Regions from separate parts of the Salmo salar genome. Here region 1 is linked to region 2. The links are chromatin contacts, called in public Hi-C maps. All regions are on one chromosome and are shown on one strand. The core of a region is the stretch at or near the end of the contact, and the rest is flanking DNA. Distances in the headings are between cores, read along the strand shown.

Region 1 (4,757 bases), core at 853-3,352, 180 kb before region 2:
ATAAGGAGAGAAAGAGAGGCAGGGGAGGGGGTGAAGAAAGGACAGGAAAGGGTAAGGGAAAGCAGAGAGGGAGTTAGAGACAGCGAGAGAGAAAGATTACCTGCATGGTCATGTCAAATGGCGAGGGCTCTTCATCCTCCCCCTTGATGAACATCTCCTTGGAAGCATCCACCAGAAACACCAGGCTGTCACGGCCTGTGCTCTTATAGTCCACTGTGGAGAGGGATTACATTACATATGCTAACCCCCATTCTATTCAGTATTGATCCATTCAATCACCATCAATGTTGGTCTTACCTCCAGACTCATCCCTTTCCTCTCCATCCACATCTTCATCCTCATGGTGGTAGTCGTTCCACTGTGCCATTGGGACATGTACTAGTCTTGCCCTGAAAGTAACAAGGAAACAAACGCATACGTGCACACACACACAGTGTGTGAGAGAACTGTGGTTGTTATACAACTCTGATCAGGTAATACCAGATGATGTCGGGGTAAATTTAATGTGGCACTCCAGTCACCTTTTGGGTAAGTGGCTAGTTAGTTCTTGAGAACTCAAGGGGGGTATACCCACTTTACAGTTCCCCCCCCTTTTGGGTTCTTAGCTGATAGTATGGACCACAGCTACTCTCCCTCCCCATGTGAACCACAATCCCGACACTCTGTTTACTCCCGACACTCTAAGCGCAAATACGCCTCTTGCGATAAGGTTTTGTAAACCTTTGGAATGTAACTTTCATATATGCGAGAAATAATATTTAAAATACAAAACACAATTTTACTGTTTAGCAAAGTTGCACCCGGCTGTTTTCACACACTGCCTCAGCTACAATACCTCCATTACACCAATACGTTCCACATTTCCGGTGTTTCTTAAAAATACAGCCGTGTGCAACTTTCAAAACTGCATGCGGTAAGTCTTTTGTATTTTATTATTTTTTTCCCCCACTTATATTCAAGTTAACTTCCAAATGTTTCCAAAACTGTATCCAACACCTGCATTTGCGTTTAGACAGAACATTTGGGGGAGCGTCGGGGAATTAGGCGGCAGACAACTTTTTGAATATAATCACAGAGTTTCTAAACGGTATATGGTTATCTTAGCATCCACGTATCAGCATAAATAAGAATGCACTCTCATTTAAACTATACAGCCGAATGAAAGCATACCTTATGGCCGAATGTATGCTGTTACAAAAGTGGTTTCGGTGGAAATAGTTAGCTACAAGCCTTGTTTTGTCTTGATGCAGGTGTTGATATCAGACCATAGTCGTGTCACTGGTTTTAATTACGTCGTCAGTTGCGACCTGAAAGCGCATTACTTTTTCTATGGTGAAAATGTTGGTGGGTTCATGTAAAGCCAAATGTGCATAGCGCCATCTACTGTGCTATTGAGGTAGAGACGATTTATGAAACAAATATCGTCAAAATATTTGTCATATCAATCGTAAAACTCACTTGCATAAACACAAGATTTCTTAATTTTATTACGGATTCTTGCGTCCATTTCATAATATTTTATCAGACGCTTTGACGATGTAGGTCGTCACGGTCAACTATTTGAAGCTAGCCACAATACGGATTGTGGAATTTGCAGTTTCCCTTCAAAATAAGATTCCCCCATTGAAACATGCAAATGAATACAAATAGTGGAATAATACCTATTTGGACTAGATGCCAAACAAGGTTGTAATGTTTTTATATACATTCAAAATACAATAAGTAGTTCATTTGACAAAAAAAAGTAAAGAGTCAGTTGAAATCGCACTGTGGATGTAATTAGACTTCTGTATTGCATTGGGGGCATACTTATAATAAGCACTATCAAATCAAACACATAATATGCTGAAACACTTAAAAAAAACTTGTTGGCGTCAAATTAACAACTTATTGTCTTTTGTTGAATTTATATATCAATATTCCAAACTTGTTTAGGATGATCTAGTCCAAATATGGCATTATTCCACTATTTGTATACATTTGCATATTGCAATGGGTAACTTTTATTTTGAACGCGAACCCCACATTCCACTATTGTGGCCAATTCTTATTGTTGCTAGCTTCACACAGGTGTCCCAGTCTCACTCTATCCATTCATTGGCTGTTTTTTAAGCCATATGTATCTATGGGCAATTTTGACAGATCTATTTTGTTTTGAGTCACAGTGACACAGCAACAGCTGACTAGCATGTTAGCTAAGAGCTTCGTACTGTCGTGAATTTGCCTCAATTATTAGATAGATATTCGTTGTAATTAAGCTTAGCTACTATATGCCTTTTTATTTTTCCCAACATAAGGCATTTCGGACTATTTGTGTTTTTCTATTTGCGGAACCAGAACGAACTATAGTAACTTAACTAGTTACGTTAGATAACACTACGTTAACTAGTCGGATAGCTAGCTAGATAACACTAGCTAGCTAGTTCGTACACATTGAAGACAACACAGCACTCAACCTAATTTTACACCATCAAGCTGAATTATGGATCCAAATAACACCTCGTACGCTGTGAAACTGTATGTTTACGACATATCTAAAGGAATGGCTCGCCAGCTGAGCCCCCTCATGCTAGGTAAGTTGCTAACGCGTTAGTTAGCTAACTAGTTTTGCTTGGAATATACATTGTTTTACCCGCGGATGTAGAGTTTGGATTGATGAGCAGAGGCCGAGGATGCATTTTAGGCCTATGCGCTGAATTTAGAATCAATTTCTGTATCTTATGTACCCCAAGTTCGCTACAAAATGTAAACTTAATGTATAACGTTATCAACTATTCTGTTATATTCACAGGTAAACAGCTTGATGGAATATGGTGAGTAAATTATGTATTTTTTTGAATGATTGAAATCCTTATTTTAGTGAGGACAAAGGTCAAGTTATGTACACCTTTAAATATTTATATTATATTCCCCCAGTGTTTTTAAGTCTGTTAATTGGGAATCTGTCTTTATGTGAAATAAACTGTAGCCTTTTTCCTCTCACTTAGGCACACTGCTATAGTTGTACATGGAGAGGAGTTTTTCTATGGGGGAGATGGCATCACAAACTGCCCACCTGTAAGACAACGTTTTATTCTATTCCTTCCTAACATAAACTAGACCTGTAAATCTCTTTCTTATTGGTGTACATAAGTCTAAGTTAGTTACCCCAAGCATAGATCCTGTTAGTTGTGATAGAAAACGAATCCTGGGGCTGCATATGGGCTATTGGAGGACAACTGAGCAAGCAGGTGGCAGGTAGCCTAGCGGTTAAGAGTGTTGGGCCAGTAACCAACAGGTTGCTGGTTTGAATTCCCAAGCCTGCAAGTTGGAAAAATGTGCCGTTCTGCAAGGCAGTTAAATCCCCAACAACACCTGCTCCCTGGTCAATTTAAGGCACCCCTCCGCACCTCTATGATTCAGAGGGGTTGGGTTAAATGCATTCGATTGTACAACTGACTAGGCATCCCCTTTCCCCTTACAAGCTGTTTGTATTTGTTGTGTGTTTTTAGGGCGGAACGTCCCTAGGACAACCCAACTCCATAATAGACCTGGGCACCACAGAGGTGACTGAGGAGATCTTTATGGAGTACCTGTCTTCACTGGGAGAGTCCACGTACAGGTGAGGCTGTGGTACCTGGTTGATCTCAACCTTGTGGATCTCAACTCCACACGTAATGGCGATGTGCAGTCTCTCTCCCTCTCTTTCTCCCTTTACTCTGTTCCTATCTTTGCCTCACATCTTCTTTATCTGTAGGGGGAACCAATACCATCTGTTTGAGTGGAACTGTAACACGTTCAGTAACGAAGTGGCCCAGTTCCTCACTGGCAGCAAGATCCCCTGCCACATCACAGACCTGCCGGCTGAAGTGCTCTCCACGTGAGTTACACCTCTCTCCCCTCCCCTGTCTCTATAGCAACAAGAACCTGTTGTCAGACATTTAGTGTAGTGCGGGAGCATGGCACAGCGATAGTCGAGCACATATTGTTCATGGGTAAGAATTCCACCACTGACACTTTCATGCTGTCTCTCCTCGACCTGTAACTCTAAATCTACTTTCAATACTGTCTGAATAAAGAGAAAAATATGGAAGGAGGACAAGTCTCTGTTCACATGTAGAGTGTAGACACTATAAATATATACACACAGTTGAAGTCGGAAGTTTACTTACACTTAGGTTGGAGTCATTAAACCTTGTTTTTCAACCACTCCACAAATTTCTTATTAAACTATATTTTTGGCAAGTCGGTAAGGACATCTACTTCGTGCATGACACAAGTAATTTTCCCAACAATTGTTTACAGACAGATTATTTTACTTATAATTCACTGTATCACAATTCCAGTGGGTCAGAAGTTTGCATACACTAAGTTGACTGTGCCTTTAAACAGCTTGGAAAATTCCAGAAAATGGTGTCATGGCTTTAGCTTCTGATAGGCTAATTGACATAATTTGAGTCAATTGGAGTAATACCTGTGGATGTATTTCAAGGGCTACCTTCAAACTCAGTGCCTCTTTGCTTGACACAACTGGAAAATCAAAAGAAATCAGCCAAGTCCTCAGAAAAAAATTGTAGACCTCCACAAGTCTGGTTCATCCTTGGGAGCAATTTCCAAATGCCTGAAGGTACCACGTTCATCTGTACAAACGATAGTATGCAAGTATAAACACCATGGGACCCCGCAGCTGTCATACCGCTCAGGAAGGAGACGTGTTCTGTCTCCTAGAGATGAACGTACTTTGGTGCGAAAAGTGCAAATCAATCCCAGAACAACAG
Region 2 (4,489 bases), core at 1,746-4,245:
TGTCCATGATTGAGTCTTTGAATGAAGAGATGGAGATAACTGTCCAGTTTGAGTGTTTTTTGCAGCTCGTTCCAGTCGCTAGCTGCAGCGAACTGGAATTATATTTAACTATATTATTTTTTGCCGATATATCGTATAGTTTGACAATATCATCTTTGCGCTAGCTGGCTGTACCTGCACTGAAACTACAGTATTTTTCCTTCATAGCTTGTTCTACATCATCTTTTTAAATAGGGAGCCACATTTTCTTCAGCACTTTTATTTCCATGACTGATCAAAAATCGTTTTCTCATGGCTCTCTCATCCCTCTGCAGTAGACATATGGTGAGCAATATGTTTGGACCATAGAACTGCAATAAAATCACAGTATTGAATCTCAATGCATATAGAAATATGAGAATTGCAATACATATCACATCAGCACCCAAGTATCATGATAATATTGTTTCGTGCGGTCCCTAGCAATTCCCAGCCCTATGCAGTAGTAGAACCAGCGGTGGAAAAAGTACCCAATTGTCATACTTGAGTAAAAGTATAGATACCTTAATAGAAAGTCATTCAAGTAAGTTAGTCACCCAGTAAAATACTACTTGAGTAAAAGTCTAAAATTATTTGGCTTTAAATATACTTAAGTATCAAAAGTAGAAATAAAAGTATAAATACATTTTAAAAATCCTTATATTAAGCAAAGCAGACAGCACCATTTTCTTATTTTTACAATTTACGGATAGCCAGGGGCACACTCCAACATTATTTACAAAATATGCATTTGTGTTTATTGGGTCCGCCAGACCATAGGCAGTAGGGATGCCCACGTATTTTCTTGAAAAGTGTGTGAATTTCACCATTTTCCTGTCCTGCTAAGCATTCAAAATGTAACAAGTACTTTTGGGTGTCAGGGAAAATGTATGGAGAAAAAAAGGACAATATTTTCTATAGGAATATAGTGAAGTAAAAGTAGTGAAGTAAAAGTAATTTACACCACTGAGTAGAACTCAAATAGGCTAAAACGGTGTGTCACAAAGAAATACTTCACAATGTAATCTAAGAACTAAACATTTGGTGGATGATGTCATAATGCAGCAAAACACAATAAATGTCACAATGCAATGCATCACAATGCAATGCATCACAATGCAAGTCAAGAACTCAACTTTCTTGAGTGTGGATGAGGTGCAGCAGTAGAACTTGAATAATGTTGCAATGCAAGATATGGTAGAGTCACAATAGAACACATCACAATCAATGCAATAGGTGGCGTAATGTCATAATAACAATGTATTTTCAGAACATAGTCAAGTTTTGGAGGTGAATGTGTTGTCACCATGTCGTTGATCACAATCCTTGAGCACACAAGTTCTCACAGCAACAAAGATATCTTATATAACACGCAAACATCAATATCAGGTTCATTTGATACATTATCACAAAAAGATATGATCTGGATCTCTGATGGTTGTTTTGGCATTGCCAGCACCTCTCCTGTATGAGGGTTATTGTTGAAACATGTAGTGCATTGTGCTGACATAATGGCATTGGGAAGGGACAGTTCTCTGGCATTCCTCCAACTGCACGCCTACACTACTCTGTGCAGATCTGTGCTCATCACGTTCACAAAGTAACACAGCAGGCACGCCTCCCACCTGGCTAGAATGTGGGTTTTGCATCTTAGAAGTGCAAAACAGCTACTAATGAATAGGAACACTGACTGTTAGCAGTCTTCATCTGTCACAAGCTTGTCTCAGGAGAAATGTGATGTATTATAGCTATATCTATAAGTTACATTCATCAGTGGAAGGTAAATAGAGATCTGGCTACGCTCTGTTCTGACAACAGGAAATTAGTGATGGGACTGGATGTTTAACAGGAAATGTGAACTTACCTGTTCCTCTAAATACTTGAAAACAAATGGGAGGGTTTTTCCATTTCAGCACAGTTGGGATGAGTGCTTTAGGAGAGGAAGGGAAAGAGAGTGTCTTTAGTCCAAGCACATTGCTACAGTTAGGCCTACTATTCATCAATAATTTGTTCCATCCCCATCTTGATGCAGATCATCATTCATGACATGAATACAAACTATTATTACACGGACCTGGTCAGCTATCTATGTATGTGTGTATGTAGATGTATGGTGCAACATGATGGCCTGACAACTTAGTTAAAACGTCGGTATCAAGGGCAATGTGTATGATTAGATAACCAAATCCACAGTTAGCTATTGCGCTAACCACGGATGTCACGACAGCTGTCATCGGCTCATGTGGCAGCTAGCTAGCAAATAACGTATCTAATGTTACACAATACCCTTTAGCAACAATAAAATAGCTAACGTTAGCTATCTAGCAAACTAGCTAGTTACGTAGTGGGAGCTCACCGGAATGGTCCAACGCAGAACTATTGAATAACGAAATCCAATACTTCCACAGCAGCAAACAGAAATTGGTTTTATGCGAATATATCGACAGTAAAGATAGGTAGACAAGTCCACCTTCCCCGCTTCAGACAGTTAGCTACAATAAATAGTTAGCTTAGCATCTAATGCTGGCAGCTACCTGTCAGTCTAGTCACGCGGTGGAGCCTGTAGCTTTTAACCAAATTGCAAGGTATCTTTCTGTGTCGTGACTTTATTATTTAAATTCATGCGTGTTCTCGTTAGCTACTTATCATTTTTGTTATTAATGATGTTAACGAGGGTAAACGCCTTTGGCTTTAGTGGTGCACCACTTCGACTCACAAAGGAAACTTTGACCGGAAAACCCTCCTCTCTCAGCTAGAAAGGCACATCCGTAATTCCTTATAGTAAGCAACAATTTGAAGTTTCAAAGCTATATTACAACAACAAAGTATCAAATATATACTCACATCTAACCACACGACTGGATGAGATGTTAACTGCTTGGGGAATAATATAGATTAATGTATGGCATACATGTATTTGCTTTGTGGCATTGTTTTTGCATGAAGAGAAGTTCAATTCATAGACATTAAACCCAGGGTTAGATCATGGCAATGAACGCTTTCTGTGTTGTGGGCTGGTGGAGTAAAATACATGTTCTGTGGCGCCACCTTCTGGTATATTTATGATCCTTTTCCATTACTCTGGCCTGACAGCCACTGGAGTTCGAATCAATGATTGTCGAATACAACGATCCAAAGTTCACAGCTAAAACAATGGATGAGTGAACTGGTTTTCTGCGGTGCTCAAAACGACAGCAAACATGTTTTTAAAAACGTTAACGATTCTGGCCCGTGCCTTGTTGCACTGTGTAAACCGGGGTGTCATCTCACCAAAACATCGCCATGTGTTCCCCGTGGGGCTTGGACGAGGACCCTCTCGACTCTACTACGAGACCGCTAAACCAGTGGACCCTTCCCTGGCCGGGGCATCCTCTACCCGGACAGTGGACCTCCGTAGCGACACAGTGACCAAGCCTGGAGCGGCCATGCGTCAGGCCATGGCAGAGGCCGAGGTTGGGGATGATGTATTCGGGGAGGATCCAACAGTAAATGGTCAGAGAAATTAGATGAGGCATGAGTTTTGGCAAGCATATGGAGTTGCTTAACAATCATTTGTGAAGATCTGATTTGTAAGAAGGTGCTCATCATTATGACCTGATTATTTTATACTGATCTTTCACCGATCAAAGTTCTGGCCGATCAATAAAAGTATGTAAAACAGTGCAATACCCATTCTGTAGTGAAGTGCATGGGGTGCACACACTGCATAATTCATTAGTGTGGTACTGTGATCTGATTGCACTGACATGGACCTGTTTGTATCATTTTATGATGCATCCTTTCCATTTTTATGAACCTGATTTAATTTGGCAAATTTGGATGGGCATGTACAGAGCTCCAGAAGATGGCTGCAGAGGTGTTTGGGATGGAGGCAGCTCTCTATGTCCCATCTGGAACCATGGCAAACCTAATAGCAGGTGAGAGAATAACCAGCTGTGTGTGTGTGTGTGTGTGTGTGTGTGTGTGTGTGTGTGTGTGTGTGTGTGTGTGTGTGTGTGTGTGTGTGTGTTGTTCAGTTGTGTTGGTGAGAGGAGATGGATCTGCAATGGGTTTACAGCTGATCGTTCTACATGGCTGTGCATAAGGTGGATCACCTTAGTAGTAATTGTGTAATATTTTTTGGATGTGTTTAAATGTTGTCCAGTAATGGTGCACTGCAGAGAGAGAGGAGATGAGATGATTGTTGGAGATCTGTCACACCTCCACATCTACGAGCAGGGAGGGAGTGCTCAGGTATAGTGAACACACACAGATTACACACACAGCCACTGCACACACAAACTTAAAGTGCACACTAAAAACACATGTGATTGTAATGTGTGTGTCAGCTGGCTGGTGTCCACTCCACCATGGTGACCAATCTACCTGACGGGACCTTTGACCTGGATCAGCTGGAGTCCAAGATTCGCCATGGTTACCCCGACGCCCACTACCCCCGCTCACGCCTGGTGTGTGTGGAGAACACACACAA

What was found. A called contact is a pair of places that touch in the nucleus more often than the background predicts.
Region 1: a Hi-C map of gill shows a contact between it and region 2, with 5 times the contacts expected there. The contact joins the promoter of LOC106608961 here to the promoter of LOC106608977 in region 2. A contact is called at or near these places in 3 of 3 Hi-C or Micro-C datasets (blood, gill and muscle).

What each region holds. Positions count from the first base shown.
Region 1 is chrssa01:88,126,012-88,130,768 of Ssal_v3.1, reverse strand. It overlaps LOC106608961 (desumoylating isopeptidase 1), which reads left to right and starts at 2,102. Exons shown (of 6, transcript XM_014207226.2): 1 at 2,102-2,573; 2 at 2,792-2,813; 3 at 2,988-3,057; 4 at 3,492-3,601; 5 at 3,737-3,859. The coding sequence starts at 2,483. It overlaps xrcc6 (X-ray repair complementing defective repair in Chinese hamster cells 6), which reads right to left and starts at 1,276. Exons shown (of 13, transcript NM_001139967.1): 1 at 1,171-1,276; 2 at 298-389; 3 at 101-213. The coding sequence starts at 367.
Region 2 is chrssa01:87,942,809-87,947,297 of Ssal_v3.1, reverse strand. It overlaps LOC106608977 (myocardin-related transcription factor A), which reads right to left and starts at 2,995. Exons shown (of 17, transcript XM_014207289.2): 1 at 2,863-2,995; 2 at 1,883-1,948. tha1 (threonine aldolase 1) reads left to right here and starts at 3,000. Exons shown (of 7, transcript XM_014207320.2): 1 at 3,000-3,510; 2 at 3,852-3,935; 3 at 4,163-4,251; 4 at 4,347-4,489. The coding sequence starts at 3,219.